2 separate regions of the Mus musculus genome follow, and region 1 is linked to region 2. The links are chromatin contacts, called in public HiChIP or PLAC-seq maps. All regions are on one chromosome and are shown on one strand. Each heading gives the region's core, a stretch centred on a gene start, on an enhancer-like site or on the middle of the called end of the contact. The rest is flanking DNA. Distances are from core to core; before and after follow the strand shown.

Region 1 (3,591 bases), core at 433-2,932, 1.4 Mb after region 2:
TGTCCTACAACAGGGTATTTATCTATCGGGTAAATTTTTATTTATCCTTATGACAGAAAACAGGTACCCATCACTAACAAGGCTGCATATGGACATTCCAGGACACAGGCTGACTTTCATTATGTATACCCACACAGTTATTTTGATGTAATTTGTAGTCTCTGGTTGCTTTCAGTAGGGTCTCTGTGGGCTTCAAGAGTTACAAAGTTTCTCTCCCTAATCTCATTTTGAATTTTCCATTGGCTGGTCAGAGTGTCTCCACAGAGCAAGTATACATCTGTTGCACAGAGAGCAGGTGTCAGATTCAGAGTCATGTGATCAGAAGGCCCTGGTCTCTAGTGATTCTCTTAATTTGCGACTTCAAATACCTCCGTATTTATTCTAGAGTCTCAATTCCTCCTTCCAAATCCTCCTGCCACCTTGAATCTCCTAGCTCGTCTATGAGGCAGTGACGTTACAGGTACAATCGTCCATTGATGTGTGTATTACAGCTTGCAACATTCAAACTGGGTGCTGTCCTAGACGGACAGCTAGGGTGAGGAAGGTGACACAAGAGAATGACACGGTAGAGGACTGATGTACTTGTGAGTCAGAAGCTGCGAGGAAGCGAATGAAGAAGCCTGAGGGGCCAGAGTTCGGAGATGGAACATGTATACACTAGCCCAGCCGCTAAGAGAAAGAACAAACTGGCAAGGTTTACTCGTGAACACCAGTTAACCCGCTGCCCTTGCCATCCCCTTGGGACCTGGGTCCCCCCTTAGCCACAATTTCCCTATGCTGCCCAGAACTTCTCCAGAGCCAGGCTTTGGGGACTCAGAAATGACTTCAAGACTATCAGAGAGGAACTCTCTCCCTAGGGCTACGTCGAGGATGGAGAGCTGAAGTAGGTGTCATAGAAGGAACCACGGCCACTTCGGAATTTTATCCACTTCTTTGGTGTTAGGTAGTCCCAAGGAATAAGGGTCGCCTTGGTCACCGCTAGCTAGAACCTCGTGTGGCACAGGAAAGCACACCCGCATCTTGTGCCCATGTAAGCAAACACATCATCTCTCCCCATAAGGACAAGGTGTTCCCCCATCACTTCAGACTAGCAAGTGAGCTATTGACATTTTATGGTTACGGAGTCCTTGAGTCCTTCAACGGCTGGCCCTGCAGAGTCCAGGCTGGGAGTTCCTACTGCCCCGTATTTCCAAGTTAGGCCTTCTGCCTCAATTTCCCAGAGCAGCCAAGTGGCAAGTAAGGCGGTACAGGGACATAATCTCTCCCTTCTTGACACTTCATTACCAGACTGATTTTGAGGGTGATTTAGTCCCGGGGACCCTTCTGGAGAGGGAATCAGGTGTTCTAGAGACATAGGGAGTTAGGTGTCTCCCGTGGAGAAGGGGAAGACCATCATAGGAGCCAGCAGGCTGGGAGTCTGCAGAAAGAGGGGGACGGTCTCGGCTTTCCAAGACAGGCAAGGGGGCAGGGGAGTGGAGTGGAGCAAGGGGCGGGCCCGCGGTAGCCCCGGGGCGGTGGCGCGGGCCCGAGGGGGTGGGGAGCACAGCTGCCTTGTACTTCCCCTTCGCCGCTTAGCTCTACAACAGCCTGATTTCCCCGAAATGATGAGGCCGAGTGGGCCAATGGGCGCGCAGGAGCGGCGCGGCGGGGGCGTGGCCGAGTCCGGGCCGGGGAATCCCGCTAAGTGTTTAGATTTCTTCGCGGCGCCGCGGACTCGCCAGTGCGCACCACTCCTTCGTCGAGGTAGGACGTGCTTTCACAGTCTAAGCCGAACCGAACCGAACCGAACCGAACCGAACCGGGCCGAGTTGCGCCGAGGTCAGCCGAGGTGGCCAGAGGGACCCCAGCATCTCGGGCATCTTTCGCTTCGTGCGCGCATCGCGTACCTACACCGCAACTCCGTGCCTCGCTCTCCGGCACCCTCTGCGAATCGCTCCTGCAGCAAAGGTGAGCTCGCCGGAGCTGCGCGGGCACCGACGGGTGCCGTGGAACAAAAGGCGCACGGGACACCAGGAAGTGGGGGCCAGAGACACCCTGGGTCGCGGTGGCGCGCTGGCTCGGGAGGGCGCTGCAAGCGGGCGGGAGGCGGGCCGCGGCGTGCACCGCCCTCTGGCCGCGCTCGGCGGTCTGCGTGCGCGGAGCCGCTGCGGGGCCTCTTGGTAGCCCAGAGTGGCCGTCGCGCGCACCCGCGAGCAGCGCCGGGGGACTCGGATGTCCGCCTGCGCGCACTTTTGGCGGTCGCAGCTTGGCTCCCAGCTCTTGCTTTCGGACGCGCAGTGTTCGGTGCAGAGGTTGGCTCGCTGCCTTGACTGGCTGGACCGGGTCGTGAACTACTGGGCTTTCGGGAGGAGGTGCCACAGGTGTTGCTTGCGCCACTTCTCTTAACAGCAGGGGAAACCAGGCCGGAAGGGGTTGCGCCCCAGCCTGTATGTTGTGGGCACTGGCTGTCAAGAGGGGACATAGACTGGATTGGAGTGGGTGGGTAGAAGTGCCCGAGATGGAGGTTGACTTGCTTGCTTGCACAGCCTGGAAGGTGCAGGGCTGGGGGTGACAAGCAAAAGTAGTCCCTTCCTTCTTCCAAAGATTGAATTTTGAGAGAAAAGTTCTGTCATTGAGATGTCTGTCTTTTGGCTTTTTTTTTTTTTTTGCACATATATCCTGCAACCATCCATCCATCCAGACTTGCTTGGTTGTTTATTCCTGAGACTGACTGGGAGAGACTGAAAAGAATGGGCAGGTGGCTTTGCCCATGATGCTGGAGAGTTTCATTCTACTTCAGGGTCCCTAATCTATGACCTGGGTACCTGGCTGATGGCAGGAGAGTGGGGGAGGGTAATGACCTGGGTGTGAGGACAGGAGAAGGTAATTGAGCGAGCGGCCTTGGGTGGAGCAGGGCAGTGCCCAGGGTTGTTTAACAGACTCCAAACACAGGCCTCTGTCTTTTCCCTCCAGCCACCATGCCAATCACTCGAATGCGGATGAGACCCTGGCTAGAGATGCAGATTAATTCCAACCAAATCCCAGGGCTGATCTGGATCAATAAAGTGAGTGTTATCCTGCGTATTCCTGCCACTGTTTAATGCATGTTCTCTTGGGGCGCCAAATTTCATGAGTGAACGTTAAGAGAGCAGGAAAATGTATTTCCCAGTGGGTGCTGCATGCCAGAACGTGCAAGGTCTGACTTCTGCCTCCTGCTTCTTCCTTCCTGAAGCTGTGGCCAGCTCACCCTCCTAGTGGTACAGTCCTCAGCACCAAAACTTCTCAGCTTCTGCAGAGCCTGGGTTCCTCTCTCTTCCAAGAGAAACACTGTATACATAAGTCTTACATGGCTCCAGTTGGATAGACAAGACAGACAGAAAAGCAGTCGATAGTGGTTAGGAACGGGACTAGTTACGTAGGAGACCCAAGAAGCCACAGCTGGCATGCATGGCAGTATAGCAGCAGCAGTAGCATTGGTGATAATTAATATGTGCTTGGCACCTTTTTTGATATGTTACCAAATTGTGCATTTTAACCGGCATAGTAATCCTGTGAGATGGGTCTCGCGTAAGGAAACTGAGGCACTTTAAGGTAGATTACAAAGTCATGTAA
Region 2 (3,777 bases), core at 609-3,108:
ATTCATAAAAGTCAGGTTCAGTCCTCAGCACTAGAAAGTTAAAAACAAACAAACAAACAAACAAACAAAACCCAAAACATACATGGCTTGGGAAGTCCAGCTATCGGACTCACGAGGTCCCTCTAGTCAACAGTTGCTGGAGAGGGAACTCTTGAGCTGCTGATAAGTCATGCATTGGTCCAGGGATGCATGCAGGTTTGTTAGTTGGGGGCCTTTGGGGTGATCTTTTTAGTTACCTTGAGTTACCTTGTAAATAAATTAAACACTTTCCCTGGTTTGCCGACGTAGACTTTGGGTGGAATTCTTTAATCTGTCATCTGTGCCTTCTCTACCGCAAATAGCTGTCTGTCTCCCCAGCAAAAGTGACACAAGCCACTCGCTGAGTTTTAGGTAAGTGCCTTACCAGTCCTCTGCATCTCCATTCATTTTAAATTAAAACCAAGACTCCCAGGGCGCTGAACGGAGGTGGCGCACACCGCCTTTAATCCCAGCACTTGGGAGGCAGAGGCAGGCGGATTTCTGAGTTCGAGGCCGGCCTGGTCTACAGTGTTAGTTCCAGGACAGCCAAGGCTATACAGAGAAACCCTGTCTCGGGAAAAAACAAACAAACAAACAAACAAAAAACAAAAACAAAAAAAAAACCCAAAAAATAAAACAAAACAAAAAAAAAAACCAAGAAAGACTCTCAGGGCGAAGTTCCGAGAAGCCAGACTTTCTGCCCACCCACGACACACAGCCCTGGGCATCAGGGCTCTGGGTCAAGTGTTAAGATTCTTGGAGACAAATCTTGTGTCCCCAGGTCTTGTCCTTCCGACTCTGCCTCCCTGTACGCCCCTGTGACTCAGCAGCTTTCCCTGCCTGGCTTTAACTCCGGGAATGGGCTGGGTGTTTGTTGCCGGGTAGATAGAGCTGCAGACTTGGGAACAGGTTCTTTCTAATGCAAAGCAAGCCCTGTACCACGGAGCTATCTGTTTGCCCACATTCTATTTCGAAGGGCTTTCCCTCATAGTCTTAACTAGATATGGGCTTAGGCCCCCTTACATTCCCTCTCCTCGGCCTCTCTCTCTCTTGGTTCCCTTCCTTTAGCCCACGGAACAGCATTTTCAATCTAGAGTGGCTGCGGATGCCCAGCTGTCTTGTTCAGCTACAGCAGGTTGTGAGCAACCACCTGGCGTCTCCTCTACTGGACCCCAAATGCCTGAATTCTCCTCGGACGTCTGTTAGTAGAAGGCAAAGGGTGTGAAGTCTTCACTCACATGTGATTTCACAAACTCTCCAAACCTGATTTGGTTAGTCTTGGTGTGGCACGCTCAACAGGGCAGGAGGCCACGTGCTGAGACCAGGCTGGGAAAAAGTGTCCGCCCTCTCTACACTGCAGGAAAGCAGACATCCAGAACCCGCGTGACCTCACGTAGCGAGACTCCGCAGTCTCACAAACCCACTTTGTCTTTTTTAATTTCTTAAATGCTTGGGAAATGGCGGAAAGAGGCTTTGACACTAGGGAAGATTGCACGCAACTTTACAGTGCGGAGCCGGCTCTCGGGAGAGTTTAATTTGCAACTGACTCGCTGACGCACGCGGGCGTGTCGCAGGCTCCGGAAATCAAGGTTGGAGCAGAGGGGACAGTAGCCGCTCTGACCTATACAGCGCCACTTCCAGAGCCCAGTGTCCCCACTGGGCCTCCGAGTGACTTGCAGCCTCGGCGACTCCGGCGACACTATCCGCTGAGGTCCCTAGGCCACCGCTCTGTGTGCCGGAAGCTCCCCTCCCCCTCTTCCCAAATGCTTCCAGCAGCCTGGAGGCTGCAACAGTGACCCGCGTGTCCCCGCGCACGCACACACCTCACGCACGTCAGACCCACGCCTCCCTATCGCCCCGTGCCAGAGTGCACGCAGGCCTTTACGCGCGGCCACACATGATCACAGAGCCGCAGAGGGCGAGAGCGCGGCTCGCGAGTGGGAAGAAGACCCCGAGACTGGTCTGGGCGCTGTCCGGGGTGGAGCCGAGGGCGGAGCTTCGGGGTCCGGCGCGCAGAGCTGGGGCGTGTCCGCGCCGCCGCGATCTGCGCCGCTCCGCCCTCGGCCCGTTCGCTGCGCTCCCAGCCTCCTCGCCGCAACCCCCGCCGTAGCTGCCGCTGCTCCCGCCGTCACCGCCTCCGAGGTAGGCGCAGCGGAGAGGGCCTGGGCTATGCCTGAGTCCCCAGGGCCTCGGGTCGCGCTCCTGGGAAGTCTCCAGGGAGGCGATCGAGGGAGGTTCGGGCGAGGGCGCTGGGCCTAAGCGCTTGGCCCCGGGAAGGGTGAACCAGGGACGATCATTGCGGGCCTGGAGGGGCAGCGGGCTTGTAGAGGAGGCCTGGAGGGCGGGCGCAGAGCGGATCTCCCAGATTCTAGCTCGAGCGTTCAGAGCACCTGCATTTGGAAGCCAGGGGCGGTTCGAACATGCGAGGAGCGGAAGGGCAAGGGCGGCCGCGTGGAGGCCCGGCGGGCCGCGGGTCTAGGTGACCTTCCCGGCGGCGCCCTCTGGCTCTAGATCCCGTCGGTGTGGATCTGGTAGAGACCCTCCCACGGCCCAAGCCCTTCCCCACCAGCTCCAAGGGCCTGTGCAGACCCAGCTTCCTCCGCCGAGAGGACGAACTCCAGGCACGGCCATGCCCTGGATCCCCCAGCCCCTACACGCCCTAGCCGGCCCACGCCCGGAGTAGGTGGCGCCGGGTCCCTCCCGCGCATGCCAGTGTCTTCCCGGGCGGAACGGGCTGCCCTGAGTGGACTTAGGCCGCAGGAACAGGGACCTGGGCCTGGACTGAGAGCGAGACCCCATAGGGAGCCATACGCTTGGCCTCCTTGGCCTCGGGGACGGAGTCCGTGTTCTGTGTCGCCAAATGCAACTGTGCATTCTGGAAACTGTTTTCAGGGCCTGACATCAGATTGGAGGCCCGCAACTCTACACGGTTTGTCCAAGGTCACACTGGTAGGAAGATTTAAAACTTCAATCTTCTCATCTGCGAAATAGGAGCAATTATATACACTTCACTGAGTTTGGGGGAAAGAATAAAATGATCCGATTAACACGAAGCCTTGGGGCATGCACAAGGACACCTTAGAAACCTTGACATTTGCCTAGGAGACCTAGGAGCTTTTGGGGAGGGTTGAACTCATCCTCCACAGACTTTTATTTTATTTTATTTTTTATTCCACATGGTGTACAGGAAGGGACTCCATGAATATACAGGCGTATTATTTTAATGCCATTATTACTAATGTCAGAAGCAAGCATTTGTGCAGCACCAGGTATTGAGTCATTGGAGAATAATTCACGAGACACTGTCAGTTTGCAGATTGACAGCTGTCAGGCTGGAGCACTAAATCTGACTGCAGACCCAGAATGCAGGAAGAGTGTGGGCTTAGCTCAGGTGTGTGCTGTCCAAAACTTCTCTTTCCTTGACCAGAGATATGGGTGAGGGGCTTAACTCCGGCTTGTTTACTAGCAAGCCAGGCATAACTGCGGAGGGCCTGCCTGCTTTTCTCGGGACTGACAAAACTGAAGGGCCAAACTCAGGCTTGTCTTCAGGGACTTGGGTGGGACCACTTGGCACACATTAGGTGGTTAAGAAAGGTCTGTGGGGTAAATTCATTTTTAAAAAATGTCTATTTAATGTGTGCATGCTTGTGCCTATGTGAGTTTATGTACATACATGCAGGTGTGAGATGCCTCATGTGGGTCTGGGAATCGAACCTGGGTCTTCTGCAAAAGCAGTAAGCACTTTTTTGTTTGTTTTGT

The links. HiChIP or PLAC-seq counts read pairs in DNA pulled down with a chosen protein or histone mark.
Region 1: an H3K4me3 HiChIP or PLAC-seq map of embryonic stem cells shows a contact between it and region 2, with 4 times the contacts expected there. The contact joins the promoter of Irf1 here to the promoter of Vdac1 in region 2. A contact is called at or near these places in 2 of 115 datasets of contacts at active chromatin or transcription factors (embryonic stem cells and pancreatic cancer cells) and 1 of 9 other capture datasets (embryonic stem cells).

The regions. Positions count from the first base shown.
Region 1 is chr11:53,768,332-53,771,922 of GRCm38.p6, forward strand. Irf1 (interferon regulatory factor 1) reads left to right here and starts at 1,683. Exons shown (of 10, transcript NM_008390.2): 1 at 1,683-1,947; 2 at 2,953-3,044. The coding sequence starts at 2,958.
Region 2 is chr11:52,358,993-52,362,769 of GRCm38.p6, forward strand. It overlaps Vdac1 (voltage-dependent anion channel 1), which reads left to right and starts at 1,859. Exons shown (of 9, transcript NM_011694.6): 1 at 1,859-2,160.